Regions from separate parts of the Xenopus laevis genome. Here region 1 is linked to region 2. A link is a contact called in public Hi-C data. All regions are on one chromosome and are shown on one strand. The core of a region is the stretch at or near the end of the contact, and the rest is flanking DNA. Distances in the headings are between cores, read along the strand shown. Region 1 holds the start of unc5b.S (unc-5 netrin receptor B S homeolog). Region 2 overlaps unc5b.S (unc-5 netrin receptor B S homeolog).

Region 1 (3,476 bases), core at 504-3,003, 74 kb before region 2:
AGTACAAACTAGCCAAGATACAGATTTGGGCTACTTTTTGGGTCTTTGGCTGGTTGGTACTTTGGAAACCAGCCAAAGTTTTTTCTTGCCCTAATGTGCCAAGTCTGTTGGGTTATGTAGTTTTTAACAATTTGCCAACTGCCATGTTTAATGTAAGACTACAATACCCTGCATGCAATGGGACTGCCTTGTGTAGAAGGCGGGAGTTATGCTGGTCATAGACGCAAAGATCCGATTGTACGAATCCTCGATTCTTTCGATTTTCAGAACATGTGTGGAGTGTCCCGACATCTGTCGTGCCATGCCAATCGGTCGTTCAGTCAATCAGACAAGTTAAAAGATTTCTGTCGGCTGCCGATAATATCTCTGTGGTTATTGCCGATCTTCAGTGGGAGACTGCCAGCGGAAGCGGAGAGCTGTAGTTGAAGTGCAGCGAATGAGGCGAGGGCTGGATTAGGTGCAAGTCTCTAGGGGGCGCCACACTTGTATCCCCGTGGGGACCCCCGTTTCTCCCTGTCCCCTATTGTTCTCCCCGACCCTACTTGCAGCCACCTTTTGAGAGTTAGAAATAAAAAATGCACTTGTGCTCATTTTATAAAAGGGATGGTGGCGGGGTGCCGTCTGGGAGATCCTTCATCCTGCCCTTTAACAAATCCCCTCACTAGGCCTCCGGTAGAAGATGAGTCCCGGTACGCCAGTCAGATGAGAAGCTGTCAGCAGGGAGATGGAGCAGCCGGTAACTTGTCATGTTCTAACATTGGTTGATCTATTCTTTTTTAACTGAAGGTTAGTTGCAGGTCGGGAGATGGGGACGTCCGATCATTCGAACGATCAGATCTCTAGTGTCTATGGCCAGCTTTACCAGATTTTGGACAATTTTGGGGCAAAAATCTTCTGGCCACCAAAATGTCTAGACTCAGAGGTTGACTTGTTTTACCAATATTTATTAAAATTGTATATGTATCAGGGCCTTATGGGGACCCTAGACCTCCTGGGCCCCTCTGTATTTACGCCCCTAGTGACGGGCTAATCTGTCCCATTTTACTTCATGGAAAAATTTGCTAAACAGCAATATTTTCACATATATTCATTCACTGCACCTATTGTGCAATGATTGGCAAAGTGCTGTCTGACACTTAGAAATGAATTACAGAGGTAAGAATCTGGTGTCCGCGGCAGCAGAGGCAAAAAGAGGGTAATCCCTGACACATCCCTATTCTGTGCAGTAGTTGTGACTGGGATATTACAGTAAGGTAAGAGTACTACATAATTAATGAGTATGAGGAAGGAAGGCACTGCCCCTAACTCCTTCTTATACTAAGAACACACGCAACGTACAGTAGTGAGCTGCTTATACACAGGCCATAATTCCTTTCAAGGATATCTTTCCCTGATTTTGTTCTATCATTATACCACGTGATATTCTACCTTGGCCCTGTTAGTCCCGGAATAATTGCACGGGGGAGGTCGGTGAGTTGAATACGTGTATGTGGCAAATGTTTCCTCCCCAGCTGTCTAGTGAGTCAGCGATGTGAGGAAGGTCAATGAACTGACTGGAAACCGGCGACGTGCGAAAAGTTAGTCGGGAATTGATAATAGAACGGAGGTACGACTGAACATCTGCGAGTACAGTGACTGAGGTACTCGGATAATAATCTCCCTCCCACTGACTTGGCCCCACCTCTGCTCCCATCTGTTTGGGCTGTTCCCATCCACTGAGAATCAGTCCGTACGTCGCGCTCCCCCTTACACGCTGCCTGTGCTGCTGCTGCTGCTTGCGGGACACCTTGGCGTTGTAGCGGTAGGCAGGGCAGGGGGGAAAATGATGTACAACCCCTGGTAGCTGCGTCTGTAACGGGCACAGACGAGCTCAGCTAAAGGAGTGTTGCCTCGGGACCTTCTAATACTTCTTGGGAAGCTCTCCCTTTGTGTCGACTTTCACAGAAAACTGGGAGCAAGTTTTTCCGTCACGACTTGGCGTTGGGCTGGACGCGGGATATACCCGGGCTGTGGGGGCTTCTCTGTATATTGTACGTGCGCAAGGAAGGCTATTGCGAGTGGAGTCGCTAAGCGATGTATTTATCCCGGATCCCCGGCGGAGCGGCATTGGCTGCGCTACTCGTGGCTCTGCTTCTCTGCTGCAACTTTCCACCTTCTATAGCAGGTAAGTGGGGCGGGTGCAGGTAACCGGACATACAGAGGGACCTGCACTTGAACTCTCCTCTGATTCCATTAATAATATCTGTAATGAGATCGAATGGTAATAGTCTAGTCTGGCACATATGTCTCTTTAATCAACACAGGGGCAAATTTGCCCCTGGCTTTTAAAAGCTAATCACTGATTGGTTGACCTTAGGTAACTGCCCATGAGCAAATTTGCCCAGTGTTGGTAAATGAGCCCCACTGAATCAATCTCCTGAAATAAACAGACTTTCTATACAACTTGGAAGTGCCTTGTCACATGTTCTTTAATCGCCAAAACAGCCACATTTTGGATTTGAGTGTGTACCAAGATGCGTGGGCATGGTTCGTTTTAGGTCCTGGGGTCCAGGATATTAACCCCTGAAATTCAGTATCACAGGAGCCCCTTGGGGATAACCATATATAATATATTTTAACTTAAGTATATACGTCAGGTATGCCCTACTTTCCGCCTTTGACTGCAACTGGGATGCAACTTTCAGAATCGTCTGTGACCTGGGTATGTTACTGAGCGTTGTAGTTTAGCAACAACTGCAGGGAAGCAGGCAGGAGATCCATGGATTTATGTCATTTATCCTCCGTTTTCCTATAACTCCAGGGCTCGCTCTTATCTCAGTCTAGCCCTGAATGTTTGTTTAGCTCTATCTTTTAGTTGTTAGGGTAATGTCACACTGTGAGATTCAGGGAGATTTAGTCGCCCGGTGACTAATCGCTTTGGGGGCGACTAATCTCTCCTAACTGCTTCCCCTAAGGGAAACGTCAGAAAACGAAGGGCCGCAGGCGTTTTTTCATTCTAGCAGGCGGAAGACAGGGGGAAGATTAGTCGCCCCAAAGAAGAGGTGATTAGTCGCGGGGCGACTAAATCTCCCCGTGTGACCTTACCCTAATAGATCTAACATCTCCAGTCCAGCATAGTATTCTTCATTTTACAACTGGAGCAGATCACATACAAGTATTCGTTATAATAGGAAGCAAAAGATGCCCAGCCTTAAGCCTTGCACATCAAACTTTCATCATCCCACAGTAGGAGAGCTGCTGGGATTGTAGCTGTATAAAATGCAAATCTGTAAGATTGGAAGGGCACATTTAACAGTGTAAAGGTGGCCATACACGGGCAGATAAAACTGCCGATATCGGTCGTTTGGACCGATTTGACAGCTTATCTGCCCGTGTATGGGGGCTTCCGACGGGTCTTCCCGATCGATATCTGGCCACGATATCGATCGGGAAGGTTGGATTTTTACCCGACCGACCCGTCGGAGCCGCTTGTCACA
Region 2 (3,480 bases), core at 310-2,809:
TAGTGTCCTGCTTATACAAGTTGAATTTTTCTTCTCTGTAATAATATTTTCCTTGTACAGCTATGGGATCTGTTATCCAGAATGCTTAGCACCTGCGGTTTCCCAGATCTTTATTTAATTGGTAGCCTAATACCTTGTCTACTCAAAGATCTCTTAAACATGAAATAAAAGGGCTAGTTTTACCTGCAATAAGGATTAATCATATATTTGTTGGGATCAAGCACAAGGTACTGTTTTATTATAGAGGAAAGGGTAATAATTTCTAAAAAGTATTTAAAAACATTAAAAAGTATTTGATTAAAATTTAGTCTATGGGTGATGACTTTCCAGTAATTTGGAGCTCTCTGGATAATGGATTCCATTCCTGTACTTTATATAAAATAAGATAGCGTAAAGCAATACACATTTTTTTGTTTAATTGATTTTTGTAGATATGGTGTATTAACTACAATATTCAGTTTCTAGATGCACTGAAGCACTTTTTTTTGATGGTCAGAATGAATTCCCTTTTGACTGTTCACTGATCCACTTAAACAATGTTTCTCAACCCAACCTGTAAGTGTGACATGCTTACCATACTGAAGATCTATTTTCATGATCTGTATTGTAATTAAAGGGTTTGATATATCTGCAGACATTACCTACACTGACCAAGAAAACCAGATTGCACTAAGGACAAAATTTAGATAGAATGTTAAAAATGAACAGCAGTTAAAAGTCCACTCCAGCAACGTCAACTGTACAATTGAAACTCGCCTTGTTGCACCAGCCCCGGGATCCCCACACTCACTCAGTATGTAGACACACAACTGATGATGATGGAAATTTTGTGGGTATGCTCTGGGTTTTTTAAATCTTTATTAAAGGACCAGTAACAAAATTTTTTGTACATAATGAAAAAAAACACCAAGACACATTTAACTTTAAATTCGCAAAGTCTTTATTAAGAAATAACTTACCGATACTCTGCTTGCAATCCTCTTCAGAAAAGACGTCAAGGCGACAATACATCATGCAGCGCTTAATTTCTCCTGGCCATCTCCTATACAAGTCAGGGAGGAGAAATCGAGAGCCGCACAATGGATCATCGCCCTTTTTTTGAAGAGGAGTGCAAGTGGAGAATCGGTAGATTATTTCTTAATAAAGACTTTGTGAATTTAAAGTTAAATGTGTGTTGGTGGGTTTTTTTTCCCGTTATGTACAAACTTTTTTTTTTTTTAAATCTATGTTACTGGTCCTTTATGATGGATGGCACTTGGCTGGAGTCCTGTAAGACAGCAGGGAAACACACTGCCACTGTCATGTACACTGCAAGGCTCCAGCCCAATATAATAAAGGCAGTTATTATTAGATATCCCCAGAAACATATTACAGCATTATTATAACCTTATATATGTATAACCGTATGCAGTATAATGCATACTCTATAAAGGTTATAATAAACAATCTCCTTGTATTGTGATGAGAGAATCATATAGACAGGGTGCTGATCAGACAGGGCAGATTCTCATACAGCAGAATATCTTGGGATGAAACATGTGCTCTGCAGGCAGTGGCGGAACTACGGGGGGAGCAGGGCCAGGGCCCGCACCCCCTCAGGGCCCCCCGGCAGTAAGCTCGCCGATTATTCCCGGCCAGTTCCGGGCGTACGGAGGGGGCCGGGGGGGCCCACTGCGCATCCTGGGCCAGGGCCTGCCCCCCTCTAGTTATGTTTCTGTCTGCAGGGCTTCACTACAAACTTCGGCTAATCTGCAATACAAACTCAGTAAAATTACTGCACAACCCAGTAACTACAGCAGAGCATATACAACATATTGCAGAGGAGAAATTGACTTCTAGAACAGAATATAATACTTTTTCATTAACAGGAATGCGATGGAACTCTTACCTCTCCCATAGCTTTTAATTCTTTGGGAAGGGACCCCAACATTTGGCTGTATTCACTAGGGGGTTTAGGGAGAGCCTGCTACAGAGATATAGTCTTGTATACATCCCCACTGATTTAATCTATGATATAAAACAATGAGGTTTAATGTCTGTCAGAAGTCACTTATTGCCTGTTTTGGTGCTATTAAATAAACGAGTTTCCATTGCAAATCTTGGTAAGCATGTTGGAACAGCCCAAAGGTTTTCATTCCTATTATTCCTTATCTTTGGCAAACCGGAAATATTTAGTGAAGAATCATAATCATCAATTCATGCATATTTCATAAGTTAGGGTCTGGCTTCACAGTTTGTGAAACTTCGTGAAACATTCTGCCAACTCTTAAGTGGCCTACATGGGAAAATGATAGCCTGCCAAACTATTCTCTGATCAGGGATCTACCTATATGTATAATGGAAAGGTTTTAAAATCTCAGTGGCCTATAGCTATTGATGCTGTTCTCTCCAGATGGCTCTTTATAAGCATCTATTATTATTTGATCCAAATTCTAGGCTCAGTCTAATATGGTTTGATACAATTAAGAAGAGTTCTATGACCAAAAGTCAATTTTTCTATGTTTCTAAATCACCACTGGTTTTCTCTATAACTGGAAATGCTGCTTGTTTTCAGATGATCAAGCATAACACGTTGCCTAAATTTTGGCACCAGTTTCTGTTCATGCTGAAGTTTGGCTGGGCATGTTAGCTTTTGTAAACCAATACATTTTCCTTAGAGGTTGCACAGAGGTTGGATTTAAATGTCTTTTATGCAGTGAGTGCACTACATAAACTGATGGAAAAATAATCCTTCAAATATAATGGTGGATTTCAAGGTTGAATATAGAGACTCCCTTTGAAGTTTAAATCTGTATTCAGTTTGTTTTCCTCGAAACAGGAAAATCCATGTTGTATTCTGTCATTCCTTTCATAGCAAACAATTTAACAAGTAAAACCTATATACCTCCTATTGCATTTTAAAACATTTTCAGACCTTGCATTATTTAAACTCAAGTGCGAAGCCACCATTCCTGCTGTTAACAATCAATTTCTGCATAATGGGAAAGGATCTTCCTATGAATGGATTTTTTCCCTTTCTCCCCACTGTGAATGTTAGCTGAGAGGAGACAATGCAAGTTAGTTCCCATGCAGTGGGTGGGCCATCTGGCATGGATTTGGAAAGTGTTGGGATGGGTATGAAAGGATGTTTTGATTGCCTATGATAAATGTGCCCAGCATGGTAGCCTCGCCCTGCTAGCTAAGAGACTTTGCCCCAATTTCCCAGCATCCTCTGCTTCCTTTCCCTTGGCACAGCATACATTGTACCAGCCACTTGCAACGAAACACAAAGAAAACCTGCGGGAATCTTTTATTCTGTTTACTTGTGCTTGTTTGTATTTTATTTGTCAATCTCTCCACCTCCTGTATTAAGATCAATCCAGGAGAGTTTTTGTAATGGAGAACCAATCCCATCCCACAATTTTCTTTACTACAACGTACATAAAAGGGAACTATACATTCAGAACAAAAACTTAACCAACATCAATTATAATGAATGTT

The links. Hi-C and Micro-C count contacts between places; a contact is called where the count stands out from the background.
Region 1: a contact with region 2 is called in a Hi-C map of the XTC cell line, with 2.6 times the contacts expected there. The contact joins the promoter of unc5b.S here to the enhancer-like site in region 2. A contact is called at or near these places in 2 of 4 Hi-C or Micro-C datasets (the XL177 cell line and the XTC cell line).

The regions. Positions count from the first base shown.
Region 1 is chr7S:35,898,552-35,902,027 of Xenopus_laevis_v10.1, reverse strand. unc5b.S (unc-5 netrin receptor B S homeolog) reads left to right here and starts at 1,753. Exons shown (of 17, transcript NM_001161894.1): 1 at 1,753-2,164. The coding sequence starts at 2,074.
Region 2 is chr7S:35,824,435-35,827,914 of Xenopus_laevis_v10.1, reverse strand. The region is part of intron 1 of unc5b.S (unc-5 netrin receptor B S homeolog); the gene reads left to right. Among protein-coding and RNA genes, the nearest start is that of slc29a3.S, 52 kb to the right of the region's middle. Within about 2 kb of position 1,559, at least 1 of the 7 cell types and tissues checked has an H3K27ac peak or open chromatin away from gene starts, as enhancers often do.